Regions from separate parts of the Rattus norvegicus genome. Here region 1 is linked to region 2. A link is a contact called in public Hi-C data. All regions are on one chromosome and are shown on one strand. Each heading gives the region's core, a stretch centred on a gene start, on an enhancer-like site or on the middle of the called end of the contact. The rest is flanking DNA. Distances are from core to core; before and after follow the strand shown. Region 1 holds the start of Tmem51 (transmembrane protein 51). Region 2 holds the start of Efhd2 (EF-hand domain family, member D2).

What was found. Hi-C and Micro-C count contacts between places; a contact is called where the count stands out from the background.
Region 1: a contact with region 2 is called in a Hi-C map of mammary epithelial cells, with 2.7 times the contacts expected there. The contact joins the promoter of Tmem51 here to the promoter of Efhd2 in region 2. A contact is called at or near these places in 3 of 12 Hi-C or Micro-C datasets (frontal cortex, liver and mammary epithelial cells).

The regions. Positions count from the first base shown.
Region 1 is chr5:159,656,264-159,663,128 of GRCr8, reverse strand. Tmem51 (transmembrane protein 51) reads left to right here and starts at 4,238. Exons shown (of 3, transcript NM_001109273.1): 1 at 4,238-4,643.
Region 2 is chr5:159,456,280-159,463,042 of GRCr8, reverse strand. Efhd2 (EF-hand domain family, member D2) reads left to right here and starts at 3,050. Exons shown (of 4, transcript NM_001031648.1): 1 at 3,050-3,381. The coding sequence starts at 3,077. LOC120103027 (a long non-coding RNA gene) reads left to right here and starts at 3,388. Exons shown (of 2, transcript XR_005505082.2): 1 at 3,388-6,763.

The DNA.
Region 1 (6,865 bases), core at 2,989-5,488, 200 kb before region 2:
ACTCTGGGAAAGTAGGCAGAAAACATATTTCTGAAATTAATTTTTTTTCAGGAAATGAGACAAACCCGTTTCCTTTAAACACTCTCCAGCCCAGTTTGTCTACTACAAGGAGCTGACTCAGCCCTCAGAGAGGTTGGGCCAGTAGGCCACGCCTGAAGCCCCGCCCCACCCCGCCCCCCAGACATGTCACTTCCCGGTGACCAATAGGAATGATCCAGCTGGGGCCAGGTTACACAGTACGTGACTTACTGCAGACCGTGGAAGAGTCAGTGGCAAAGATGTTTGGGCTCAGCAGTGCGCCCTAGTAAGAATAAGTGGGGATCAACACTCAGGAGGCTGAGCTCAGCCTGAGTGCATAATGATTTCTGTTTTTAAAAAACTAAACGGGTAAAACAGGGACCTAGGAAGGAAACCAGTGACAGATGGCAGAAGCCACAGCCAGCAATGGAAGGCACAGGACTGACAGCTGTCTCCTGACCAGCTTCTAAATATTTATAAACACATTCATGTTTTTAAATTAAATTTACTTAGCTTATGTGTGTACGTTCACACATGCACATGTGGAAGTCAGAGAGCAATCTGCGGGGGAGGAGGGAGTCCGTCTCTCCTGCCAAGTGGGTCCAAAGGATGAAATTCAAGTCAATACGTATTACCCACTGGGCCATCCCTGCTGGCTTATGAGCACTTAAAATCAGTTGTTACTTTGTGTCTGTATCTTGGGGGCATACCTATGCCACAGTGCCCATGTGGGGATCAGAAAGCAAGGTGGTGGAGCTGTCCACCTTCACGTGGGGCTGGGAATTGAACTCAAGTCGGCAAGCTTGCGCTGTATGCGTTTTGCCCATTGCACCACCATCTTGCTGGCCCAGGAGCACATGTATTTAATGAGTAGACACTTTTCTTTCCACCTACACTGGTCATAACCAACTGACTGGCGACAATAGATAGTTCTTTTTATTCTTTCTTTTAATTAGTGGGTGTTGTGGGGGGTGATTGGCTTTTTAGTTTTTGGTGTTTGGGGTGTGTGTTTTTTCCTCCTCCTCCTCTTCCTCCTCTTCCTCCTCTTCCTCCTCCTCCTCCTCCTCCTCCTCCTCCTCCTCCTCCTCCTCCTCCTCCCCCCCCTCTCTCTCTGTACACAGAACCACACAAAGCTATCCTCAAGAAGGATAACCTCAATCTTCTGATGCCCCTGCCTCTGCTCCCAAATACTGGGATACACGTGTGCATCACCGAGCCCAGCTAGACTTTCATTTTTGAGCACCATGTGGCCACTCAGCCAGAGTTCAAGAATGGCACAGCAGACAAACCTGCTCTAAAGGGTCCTGTGTTCCGGAGTGGGCAGGTCAGGGACCAGCAACTGCAGTTCAGACTCCACAGGGACTCACACAGAACAGCACATCCTGCTGTCTCAGATACTCATATTGATCCTGGAAGGGGGTATTTTTAGTATCACTATTCTTACTCTGTTTTTCTTCCTAATGTGCTGGGGATGGGACCCAGGGCCACACACGGGCTATGAGTTTCATTATTGTAATCATCACGATGAGACAGGATATCACATAGCCCAGGCTGGCCTCAAACTTAGCTATACACACAAGGATGACTTGCAGTTCTGATCCTCCTGCCTCTACCTACTCAGTGCTAGGATGACAAGAATGTGCCACCTCACTGGGCTTCATGCCACGCTGAGAAACACAGGTAGGGCAAACACTCTCCCCACTGAGCTACATCCTCAGCCCCTGTTTTAAGGATTATTTAATTTAATTAGCTTATTGTTTTGGAGAGAGTCTCATTAAATTACTCAAGCTAGGTCTGCAGAGGTAGTGTAATGGAAAAGTACCCAGGTCCCGTACATGAGACCCAAGCTTTGACTCCTCACTGATAACAAAAGAAGATTGCCTAAAGTGAACTCAAATGTGCAATCCTCCTGCCTCAGCATCTGAAGCATCCGGGGCCGTAGGCATGTGCCCCCTGTGTACCCAGCCAACATTACTGCTTTTACATTTAAAGAAAGAAACTGAGGCCCAGAGAGGATAAGACATTTTCCCAAGGTCACACAGTTCAAGATGGCAGAGAAGCCAATAAATAAATAAATAAATAAATAAATAAATAAATACAGACAGATCTGATGAAATCCTACCCTCTTCCTAAATCTGTGATTCAAGCTATATTCTGGTGTCTCTTGAGAGAAGAGTTTTCCAGTGGACAGTCAGCAGAAGGGCGGGTGAAATCAGCGTTGGCCTATTCAGCTGAGAGTGCTCGATGTATCCATTCCCTGTGGCTACTGTAACAAACCGCCAGGAACTGCTGCAGGGCTTAGAGTCACAAGGTTACAGCTCTAGAGGTCAGGTACCGGCTCCTCCCAGGCTAAACGCAATGACAAGTGTAAAGATCCTTAGCAAGTGTGAAGACCCTCTGGGCTTCCAACCACGTAATCTGTTCCCACCGTTTAGAGCTCGTATAGGCTCTTAACATCCTATGGCTGTCACAGGTCCCTTTTCAGAAGCTTTATCTGATTTCCTTCTTCCACTGTTACATCTCAGATACGACGTACCCTCCTACCTTCCTCTGATAAAAGCCCCTGTGACCTCTTTGGGTGACCCCAATCTCTAGATTCTCAGCTCGGTCATACTTACAGTCTACCATCTGAGGTACTGGGCTCTGGAGACTGAGATATGAACTGCTTTGGGTACCCACAATTCTGCCAGCGTGCTTACTCAGCATTGGAAATTCCTGGCGTGGGTACTCAGAGCCAGGGTCCAGTAGAGATCCTCAGCTTAAATTCCAACTCTCTCAGTGCTGGTAGATCCAAGAATAGAACTCTCCTAATTTTTTTGAGGCTTCCCTGAAAGGTCAGAAGGCTCTTCCTCCTAGTGTTCTGTGAAGGTCAGATGTTTGCAGCATGGAGTTCAATAGATGGCAACCATTATCAAACCCCAACCTGAATGCCCTGTGGTAATAGATGGTCTAGTTAGGGTTAATACTGCTGCAATGAAACAACATGACCACGTGTGTGTGTGTGGGGGTGTGCGCTCGTGGGTGTGTATGCACACGTGGGTGTGTATGTGTGGGTGTGTGTACATGTTCTTATGTGTGTGCACATGCATGCGTTTGTGCACACATACATGCATGCATGCATGTGTGTGTGTGTGTGTGTGTCGTGTGTCTGTGCGAGTGCACGTGCAGGCGGGGTACTTGGCATGAACTCAAGCAGGGCAGGAACCTGGAGGCAGGAGCTGAGGAAGAGTGCTGCCTCCTGGCTTGTTCCTCATGGTCGTTCTGACTGCTTTCTCCAGCACTCAGGACCACCAGTCCAGGGGTCCCCGCAATGGACTGCGCCTTATTAATCACTCATTAAGAAAATGTCCTACGCACGGCATTTTTTCGTTTGGGGTTCCTTCCACAAAGATGACTATAGCTTGCGTCAAGCTCACAAGACAGCACAACAGGTAACAGAAAGTCACTGTTTCAGAGTCACCTCTTTGGATCATTTCCTCCAAGGACGCATGCCTCGGGCCCTGGTGAGCTGGCAGTGTGATGGGATAAGGAGGAAGGCAGCTCCTGTGTGGGAAGATGCAAGAAAAAAAGTCCATTAAGGTAGAAGGTTGGACAGGGTGAGCAGAGCACGCTTCCTTTGTGACTCTCTTGGTTTTTCTCTTAGTCAGCTTTGACTATTAAGTCCTTGGTCTCCCCTCATTGGGAAGAGCCCGACCTCTCCAGCTAGATTACTCTACCTAGCAGAGTAGGGGCGGGTCTGGGACTGGATCCCGTCATGGAAAAGTACCAGTATTCCTTGTTTCCACCTTTTGGACTGTCTGAATGACCTGCCTCGAGTCTGTCAGGGCAAAATGCCAACACAAGATTGGGCTGTGCAGGGTTAAGAGGGGGTTGAGGGAGAATGCTCAGGGCGGGGGAATCGGTGGGAACCTAGGCCTGGTTCAGAGTAAGGATACAAGATGTTGTCAGCAGTTACTCTTGTGCTCTGAGCCTCTATTTCCAAAAATGCCTTTTGCACCTCCAAAACCACAAGCCATTCCCAAATTAAGCCCTTGCTAGCTATTAGTGCAACGTATAGATTGTGATTGGACTCCGGAAGTATACAGCTTGGTGAATTTGCCCATCAGGGGTACCCAGGAATTCCAAGTGAATTTGGCTGCACCCAAGCTGTGCGGTTTATCCAGAAAGCGGTCACCCCCCAGTAGGAGGCGCTTTTGGTCCCCAGCCGAATTCTCTGACTCCCGGGCTGCCCAAGGACTTCTCAGGCCTTTAACTTCAAAGAGCTGGGCGCGCACCCACGAAGCCACCCAGGTCGGAATTCAGAGCTGGCAGGAGACGCAGATCCGTGCCTGGAGTCGTGGGGTTCCTAGGCAAACTTCCAGGCAGGTGAGGCGCCCTCCCCAACTCCAGGCGGAGGAAGAAGCCAGCCTGTGATTCGCTGGAAAGTTTTCTGCCAAGCCGGGAACGCGTTCCTTAAGGGGACACTACTGACTAGGGCTCAAAGTAGCGATCCGGAGAGCGTCCGGGACACCAGAGAATGGGGAGCTGGCGGAGAGCATGAGCTGAGAGGTTGGGAAAAGTTCGCTTCCTTCCTCCTTCCAGGAGTCTCGGGTGGAAAGGAGTCGGCGCCCTGCGCGCACAGGAAGGTGTGTTTACAGACAGGTGAGGTTGCCGAACAGGGACTCGCAGCTCCCATTATCCCGCAAGTGGCCCCCTAGACAGCCATTTCCCAGGCGCAGAGTGGGAGGCCCAGGACCCTGCACTGCGTTGCGCAGCTCCGCCCCAGGGTCCGGGTCCCCGCCTGGTGGCGTAGGGCGCAGGGTGGGCAGGTGGGCGGCGCCTCCTGCGAGCGCCCTCGGTCCCTCCCTCCCTCCCTCCCTCCTGCTCTCCGCGCTGTGGGCCGTGCTGGCTGATCACCACAGAGGTCCCTGGGCCGCGTGCCCACTCCACGCCGTGCTCCCCGGCTCCGGCTCCGCGACCCGTGATTGCCTGGGGTGGGGGTGTCGCGGAACCCCCAGCCCCGGGCCTCCGGACAGAGACCCGGCGTGGCTCGCTGCCTTCGGGGTGAGTCTGCGTCCCCGCACTGAAAAGTGTGCGGTAGGGCCCGAGTTTGGTATCTTTGCGTCCCGGAGCATCATGTCGGACATGTTCCTCAGGGGACTCCGGGCCCCGCACCCTCAGCAGCCGCACCCGGCCGATGTGGGGTACTCCCGCCTCCCCGCGTCGCTCTGGCTTCGGCCTCGGGGGCCCCCTGTTGGCGGGGACAGGTGGCATCCGCTTGTGTCTGGACAGAGGCACCTGGGCACTGGTGCTTTTGAGAGGAAAGAACTTGGATAGGGCACTGAGCCGGCCGCGTGAGCCCCTGTCCTTGTAATGTGGGAGTGGACACTATCTACTCTTAACTTCCTTCTGACTGTTACCGCATTAAGAAGCAATGAAGGGGTGGAGAGCCAGGGGTCCTCCAGGATCCTTGGTTTCTTCGCCTGTAAAATGGGAATGACGGAGCGCTGGGCTGAAGCTAAGCATTCACAGACCAATGGCCGTAGGTAAGATACAGGGTGCAGAGGAGAACAAAATACCTATGACACAGTAAGTTTGCTCGTAATTGGTGTGAGTGTTGGGGGTGCATTTGAGGAGGGAACACCAAGTCTCATTATCACATTGGCCACTTTAAGAGAGAAATTTTTTTCTCAACCACAAGGTAGGAGCAGGAGTCCTGTCCTGGAATCTGCAAGGTGGTGTGGGTTGCTCCTCTGATGGTGCATGTGGCCCTGAGCTAGGTCCTTGGCCAATATGGGAACTTAGAGATGGAAGTCGGGAGCAGAGTCAAGGGGCAGGACCTAAGTAAGCTAAGCAGGCTTGCAGGGGCGGGGGATCTCCACCTGTCCCCTCCAGGACCTCCTCTGGTTTTTGTTTTGAAGGATAACTTGAAGGTTGGTCTCAAAGGTCAAGCAGCTTCCCCACTGAGACCTGTCACTCACGGGTCCTTGGGAGAGTTACTCCTTTCCAAAGATCTCCCTCAGAAATGATCAAAGATTTCCCCAACCCAGACAGAAAGAAAAGGGTGACTGGAGAGAAAGAGAGACTGGTGTCGATTCTGTTGGTCATTTGGGCATCGACCACGACTAGGCCTGGCCAATCAGGCAATCAAGGAAGTCAGTGGTAGATATGACAAGGGTTGTGTGAGGGAGAGTGGACAGTCCCCTCACCCCCTCTGAGCCTGTCTCCTCCTCTAAGATGGGAACGCCGACCTCCTAGACTTCAGTAAGGCATCGGTGGCATATACTCTGTAGTTAACATATTAGTGGGCCTAGAGAGAGAAAAAAGTGAGGACTGGTGTAGTCATCGAGATGTCGGCATCCCTGGGGACAGGAGAGGAAGATGTCGGAGCGGATGAGATGACAGGAACAATAATGTGGAGGTCTATAGGTGTGGGAATGTGCTGGGTGGGGTTCCATTCGGGTAGTGTGAGTGGGTTTGTGAGTGGGTTGAGGGGAAAGTTAAGGTCCAGGGGTTTACGATGAGATGGACTGGACTGGCAGGGGTGTGTGGAAGCATCCCACGAAGTGAGCAGAGGTAGATCAAGCATTTTGTGTTAGCCAGGAGCTGCTGAAGGTGGATAGTGTGGACACACGTTCTATTCTAGGTCTTAAGGCAGGGGAGTCATCTGATCTTAAGGTTCAGATAATTCTGGCGTGAGGGTTGGGGGCTGGGGTCTCAGGGATAGAGTACTTGCTTGTCATGTGTGGCCCTGAGTTCTATCCCTGGCACCAAACAAGTCACGGCCGAAACGACTAGACATTCTTTTTTTTTTTTTTTTCTTTTTTTTTGGAGCTGGGGACCGAACCCAGGGCCTTGTGCTTGCTAG
Region 2 (6,763 bases), core at 1,801-4,300:
CTAAGAATTGTCCTCTGGGGCTGGAGAGATGGCTCAGCGGTTAAGAGCACCCAACTACTCTTCCAGAGGTCCTGAGTTCAATTCCCAGCAACCACATGGTGGCTCACAACCATCTGTAATGGGATTCGATGCCCTCTTCTGGTGTGTCTGAAGACAGCTACAGTGTACTTATATGTGATAAATGAATAAATCTTAAAAAAAAAAAAAGAATTGTCCTCTGACCACCAGTAACACATGCTTCAAATTAATAATAATAATAATAATAATAATAATAATAATAATGATTTAATATAAAATTTAAAATGGACTGGGGAGTTGCTCACCCAGAAGGGTGTCCTGAGCTGAGGTACTAAGGCTCCGGTAACCTTTCTCTTTCTCGAGATGTAGCAGATAAGAGAGAAATTCCGTTACCTGTGCATCAAGGTGTTCATCCTCCTGCCCCAGGATTTTACCTATGCAAGCTAAGTAGGATGTTAAGTAGAGTTTAACACACACACAGACACACCCCCTTCAAAGAGTTCAAACTAGACCCCAGATTCATCTCATATGAATGACTTCTCCGGACAGCAGACCCATCAGATATCCTCATCCCGGTGAAGTCAAGTAGATGCAAAACTGCCCATAATTAAGACACTGCTGAGTCCTGAAGAACCATTAGATTGTCATACATTCTCCCAGAGTGCACCGGATACCTGTGATCACAGCACCCGAGAAGCTGAAGCAGGGAAATCTATAGTTTAAGGTCTGCCTAGACCAAATGGCAAGTCCAAGCCCTCAGACTGAAAAGGGAGACTGTCTCACAAACAGAACAAGAAATCAGACTGGGGATATGGATCAGACAGTAAGGCACTGGGCTAGCATGCTCAAAGCCCTGAGTTCAATCTCTAGCATCATATAAACAGCATCTAAGGGTGCAGATCTTGTTCTCCCAACATTTAGAAAGCTGAAATATCAGAAACGCATCATCCTCGGCTACACAGAGAGGATGGGGTTAGCCTGGGCTACTGATATCTATCTAAAATAAAGTCATAAGTTTGGGTAAACTGAGGCTCACCACAGTTTTAAAAGTAACCTTCACACTTTACAAGGACAGCCTAGACAAACATAGACGTGTGCAGATGTAATTTAAATGTTCCAATCTCTGTGCGCCCCTCCCCTGTCCTCGGTCCCTATGAAATAAGTAAGCTGGGTTCCTTTTACAAGCAGCTGGACTAAACTACCCAACACTAAGGAAGTGTAACTCCCTTGGTCTTTAAGAAATCAAAATCTCTAAACTTAATTAGCATCTTTATCAGACTTAGCAACCTTACAAACAGTGAATCGAAATGTTGCATTTTCTAAACTACCGGTTCCTTCTGTATCCATTTTACTCTTGCAAATCCCTTTTCCTTCAACAATATTTTTGAACGCATCAACAAATACTGATGGATGTCTTCCTCTGAGAGTCATCCTGCTGCAGCCAGCAGCTTCTCGGGTACCCTCTGTTTTCACAGCGTCGTCACCTTTTAGCCAGCCCTCTCCATGTCTTCTCTGCACCCTGCTTTTAGGAGTGGGCAGTATCTGGGTCCCCAGCATTGTCCTAACATCTTAGAGAATACACACCCCATCTGTACCAGAGACTCTTAACTCCAAAGAGTAAAGTTTTCCCCAAGTGCTTGTGGAAAGCAGCTTTGTGGACCCCAGTGACAAAGGACAGGTCTGTCAATCTAGGTGGGACCTGGGAATCAGTATTGTGGCTAGTGCCCCTGCAGTTGACGCCAGAGTACCATAGCTTTGTAGTTTTAAGAGTTTGTTGTCTGTCTGTCTGTCTATCTATCTATCTATCTAGAAGGGCTTCTCTCTATGCAGCTAGCCTGGAACTCCTGGTTGTGGACCAGAATGACCGAACTGGGTAACCTCTCTGCCTCCCGAGTGTTAGGACTAAAGGCTACATACACCCTGCTCAAAGATTTACTTTAGGTTTCATTATGTGGACGTGGGGGAGGGGTATATGCTTGTGAGTGCAGGTGCAGAAGCAGGCCAGAAGAGGGTCTTGGATCCCTGATGCTGGACTTACAGGCCTTTTGTGATTTGACCTTCCCTACCCCCACCCTGCACGGACGCTAGAAGGTCCTTCCTTCACCAGCGCGATGACCACTCTTAATAACCGAGCCTTCTCTTCAGCCTAGGTTTGCTGGTTTTGAAGTGACAGACTAGATGACAGAGACAAATTCTCTCTGAACTCCTCCTTTCCAGCCCCCTTTCCTGAGCTTTTGGAGAGAAGGTCACCCCCCACCCCCGGGATCCTCATCAAAGAGGCAACATGGAGATCTTTCTGAAACCCCTCTGAGGTAGAGTCCCAGGCATCCACCGGATCAAGCAGCTTATTGTGCTGAATCATTCTGTAACAGGACGAGCTAACCCCTTCCCCTTTCCCCAGTTCTTCGGGGACCTTTGAGGACTGGTAGGATTCACCTCCCTCATAGCAGCTACCCCACTCTTGAATGATGCCAGCTACTACGGCCCCGGAGACAGTCTCAGTTGGACTCTGGTGCTAGCTAGGGTCCACCTTCTTCAGACTCCTGCAACCTTATCAAGAATGCCCAGCGGCTCACCACCAGTGGTCTCCATGGCAACCGACAGCGTATCAGAAATACAAACCCCTTTTAGAGAAGGGGCTGGGAGCCGCGCCCCTCTCCAGTCCCTGAACGCACAGCCACCTCATGCGAGCGGACCCTCTTCCCTCCCGCAGGGTTGGGACGCCCCCCTCCCCGGGTTCCTTCCAGAGGGCTCCCGGGACTCAGCGGTCCCCCAGAGGTCATCAGAGAGATGTTGATGGTTTTTCACTGGGGGGGGGCGGGAGGGGGACGACGATGAAGAGCTAGGAAGCAGAATGCACATGACCCCCCCCCCCCGGGGACTGAGAGGGACTGGGCACGCGGCAGAGGCGGCGGGAGCCAGCCCGGGGGCGGGCGGTCCCCTAAGTCCCACCTTCAGGGCGGCGCCTGGCGGCGGGGAGTGTCAGGAAGAGGAAGAGCGCGGCCGGGTGCGCGGCGCGGAGCAGGGGCCCGGCCGAGGCAACGGTGCGCGGGCCACCATGGCCACGGACGAGCTGGCCAGCAAGCTGAGTCGGAGGCTGCAGATGGAGGACGAGGGCGGCGAGGCGACGGAGCAGCCGGGGCTCAACGGGGCGGCAGCGGCGGCGGCCGAGGCTCCCGACGAGACTGCCCAGGCGTTGGGCAGCGCGGACGACGAGCTGAGCGCCAAGCTGCTGCGGCGCGCGGACCTCAACCAGGGCATCGGCGAGCCGCAGTCGCCCAGCCGCCGCGTCTTCAACCCCTACACCGAGTTCAAGGAGTTCTCCAGGAAGCAGATCAAAGACATGGAGAAGATGTTCAAACAGTGAGTGCCCTCGCGCCCGGTTTCCCACCACCCTAGACCCGGCCTCGGGCCCGAACCTCCAGTAATCCCAGCTAGGCTCCCCCAGGACCCGGACCCACCAGGGTGGGGAACTCTGCTACCCCTTCCAGAGAGCCACGAGGCTTCCAGACCCACCACCCAAGCACGCAAGTGGATCTGGGGAACCCCCTTTCCCGGTCCTGGCATGTGACCCCCTCCTCCTGGTGATGCTGCCCTCGGGATACTCCACACGGGTTGGGAGCACCCCGAGGTTCCTTCTAGATAATCGCAGGTCCCCAGCGAGTTCCCACCACCACCACATCAGGGAACCGATCCCCTTCCCACTGTTAATGTTACTGCACCTACCACCCTAAACCCACACACACTGAGAAAGGGCCAGTGGCTTCCTCCCTTCCTCTCCTGTCCCAACTACTGGACTCCCTACCCCCCACCGCGATAAGGCACCCCTATTGCCTCTTAAGGGGACATTCCCGGCACCCATGCGAAACATATGCCATTTACTAGGGTCCTTTAATTTCTTCTGCTTAGCTCTGGTCTCTCTAGTTCTAGATTGGGACTACCTCCCCCGTGCCAAACACATACACACACACACACACACACACACACACACACACACACACACACACACACACACCTCAGTTATTCTGTTTACTTACCATGGGTGAAAAAAAACGCTTCAGCCTTTCCACTCCTGCCCACCCTGTTGGCCATGTCCCGTTTCCTTAACACTGTGTGACCGCACACTAGGAGAGGGTTCCTCTGTCCCTGTCCCCCCAGTCTTCAAATATGTATTTCCCCTATTATCAGGACAGAGTCCCCTGGGGCTTAGTCCTTCTCCACACACTGTGAGTCCACCTCCCTGAGCTCTCCACCCGGAACCCCTTCACTCAGCGGCGGGCGGTGCAGTGGTGACTCCCCTGCCCTTTATCAGAAGGCAGCCCTCTTCTCAGCAATAGTCTTCCCCCTCCCATACAATCCCCGGTGCCCGGTACCCGGTACCCGGCGCCCTGTTCCCGTACTCTCTGGGCAGAAAGGGGACCCCTTGCTATGTGCCCTGCCTGGGGTCTCCAACCGCCACACTCCAGTTCCTGTGATCCCAAGCTGTACCCTTACCAGATTAGGGTGTCCCCTAGACCTGCGGGCCCAGCCATTCCACGCCCGCCCCACAAAATAAAGCAATATGGAGGGGATAGAGAGAGTACCCATGGGGGTAGAGAAGGTGCCCTCCATAGGACCGTCGGCCCTACTTTGATCAAGCCACCTATGGTTCCTGGAAAGGAAACAGTCCTCCAGGTACCAGGCCCGAGTAGGGCGCAGAGGGATCCAAACCACTGAAGCTGAGTTTTGGGTGGGGTACGCAGGGAGTCCCAAAGCAGAAAACTGCAGGCAGGTAAAGGATTGAGAGCCCCAGCCACACCCAGCTGACAATACCCAGACACCAATCGGGAAGCCCGTGAAGGGGGCGTTTCCTCCATCCGGGGTCCAGAGAGGGCTTTCCTGCGTCCCACTTCCCACTTCCCACCCAGTCTGTGGGTGACTAGAAAGTCCCTCGTGCTGCTGGAATACACTCCCAAACTTCTCCATGGAGGTTCCAGGGTGAGGGGATACCCACTGGCTTCAGTCTGCGCTGACTGACTAGGCCAGGAGAGCAGGAATCCGCATTCCTTGCTTTTGAATCTTAGGGCAACTGTGACTTCCAGGTAGAGCCAGCCTGTGGGAGTGTCCCAGAGGATATTCGTGTGTCATAGATCTCTGTTGAGATAGGACTGAGGCGGTGCAGCCCACACATGCCTCCCAGCAGCCCTGTGACCCAGGACTTTACAGCTACAAAATGACAGGATTAGGATTCGAACTCAGACAGCATAGCTTCAAAAGCCCCAGCCTTCCCTTCAGAACTGTCTCTCACAGATGCCTGTGTCAGTGTCTCAAATCACATCCTGACACCTCTCTCTCTCTCTCTCTCTCTCTCTCTCTCTCTCTCTCTCTCTCCCCCCGTCTCTCTCCCCCCCCCCCGCTGTGTGACACCCCCAAAGAGCAAACTCGGGAGAGACCACTTGGATTTGTGGGGAACCCGTGGGGACAATGGTCTGGAAGCTGTGTTTGTACTCAGTTTCACACAGGCTGTTTTGGGGGGAGCAGTTTAATTGAGAGGTGCTTTTGTGGAGATGAGAGAGTCCTGGCCTCCTCAGAGCTACCTCTTGGCACTAGTGCTGCGTGCTGGGGTGTTGGGAGGGGCAGGAAGGAGCCAGAAAGCTGGACCTCAGGAGAAGGAAACGCCACTCGCCAGGGTCCCTTGCTGGGGCACAGAGCTGCTGATGTTGTATTCAGGGAAACAAGGCTTCACTGTGCCCCATCAGCCCAGCCCAGCCGGGGCCCGGCTGGGAACAGCCACAGCTAGCTTCTCAGAGCACAAAATACACGATCTGTTTCCACTGTGCAAGCGGCGGTTGCCTCCTGGGGCCCAGCAGGTCCCAGGATCTGAGCCAGGGCTCTGTTGAGAGCAGAGGGCAGGGAGGAGTGGAACTGGTGCCCTTGGAAAGTGGAGCTAGCTTTTCCTTGGCGGCTAGGAGGCCAGGCTTCCTGCGTCATCTTCCTTGTCATCCCTGGACCTCAGTCTACCCCTGTGTAAGAGGAATGGGCTGTGTGTGATGAGTCTCAAAGACACTTATGTTCTAGCCTTATTTCTAAGGGCTCTGGAGCACTGATGTTCTTCAGAACTGCGGTGCAGTCTTCTGGTCCATGCATTCAGTGTGGACGAGCAGATACCGCCTGAGAACAGTGGTTGAGGGAGTGCCGGAGGAAACAGCACTGCCAGCTGACTCCAGCCCCTCTCCCCATTTTACAGACAGGAAAACTGAGATCCAGAAGAGAGAAGTGACCAGCTCGGAATCATGGGTTTTTCTGGAGGTGGGGCCTAGAGATGACATGTACTGAGTTTCCCCCTTTGGTCCGGCATCTTAGAGCCTGTACCCCACCCTCTTGCCCTACCCCTCGTGGCCTCAGACTCTATCCCTTCTCTCTCACACACACACTCAGCCTCCTCCCCTCTCTCTACCCACTCATCCAGAGTTGTTTCTAGAAGTTTCCAAGACAAAAAGGCATGGGACAGATCCACAAAATTTCAGGGATGGCTACCCTCTGAGCCGATAACAGCCCAGGGAGAACTCTGGAAGGTTCTGTAAGCTGATGCTTGCCTGGAAGGCAGGCACACATAATTGTGAACGAGCTGTGGAATCTGAGGAAGGTGCCCTAGTTCCTTGTCCCGTCTGGCCAGCCTCCTCCCCACCCACTTCATCCCATGACCCCTTGCAGCAGGCAGGCAAGGTCCCCTTTCTTTCTGGCTTCCCATCACAAGCTCCTGGGG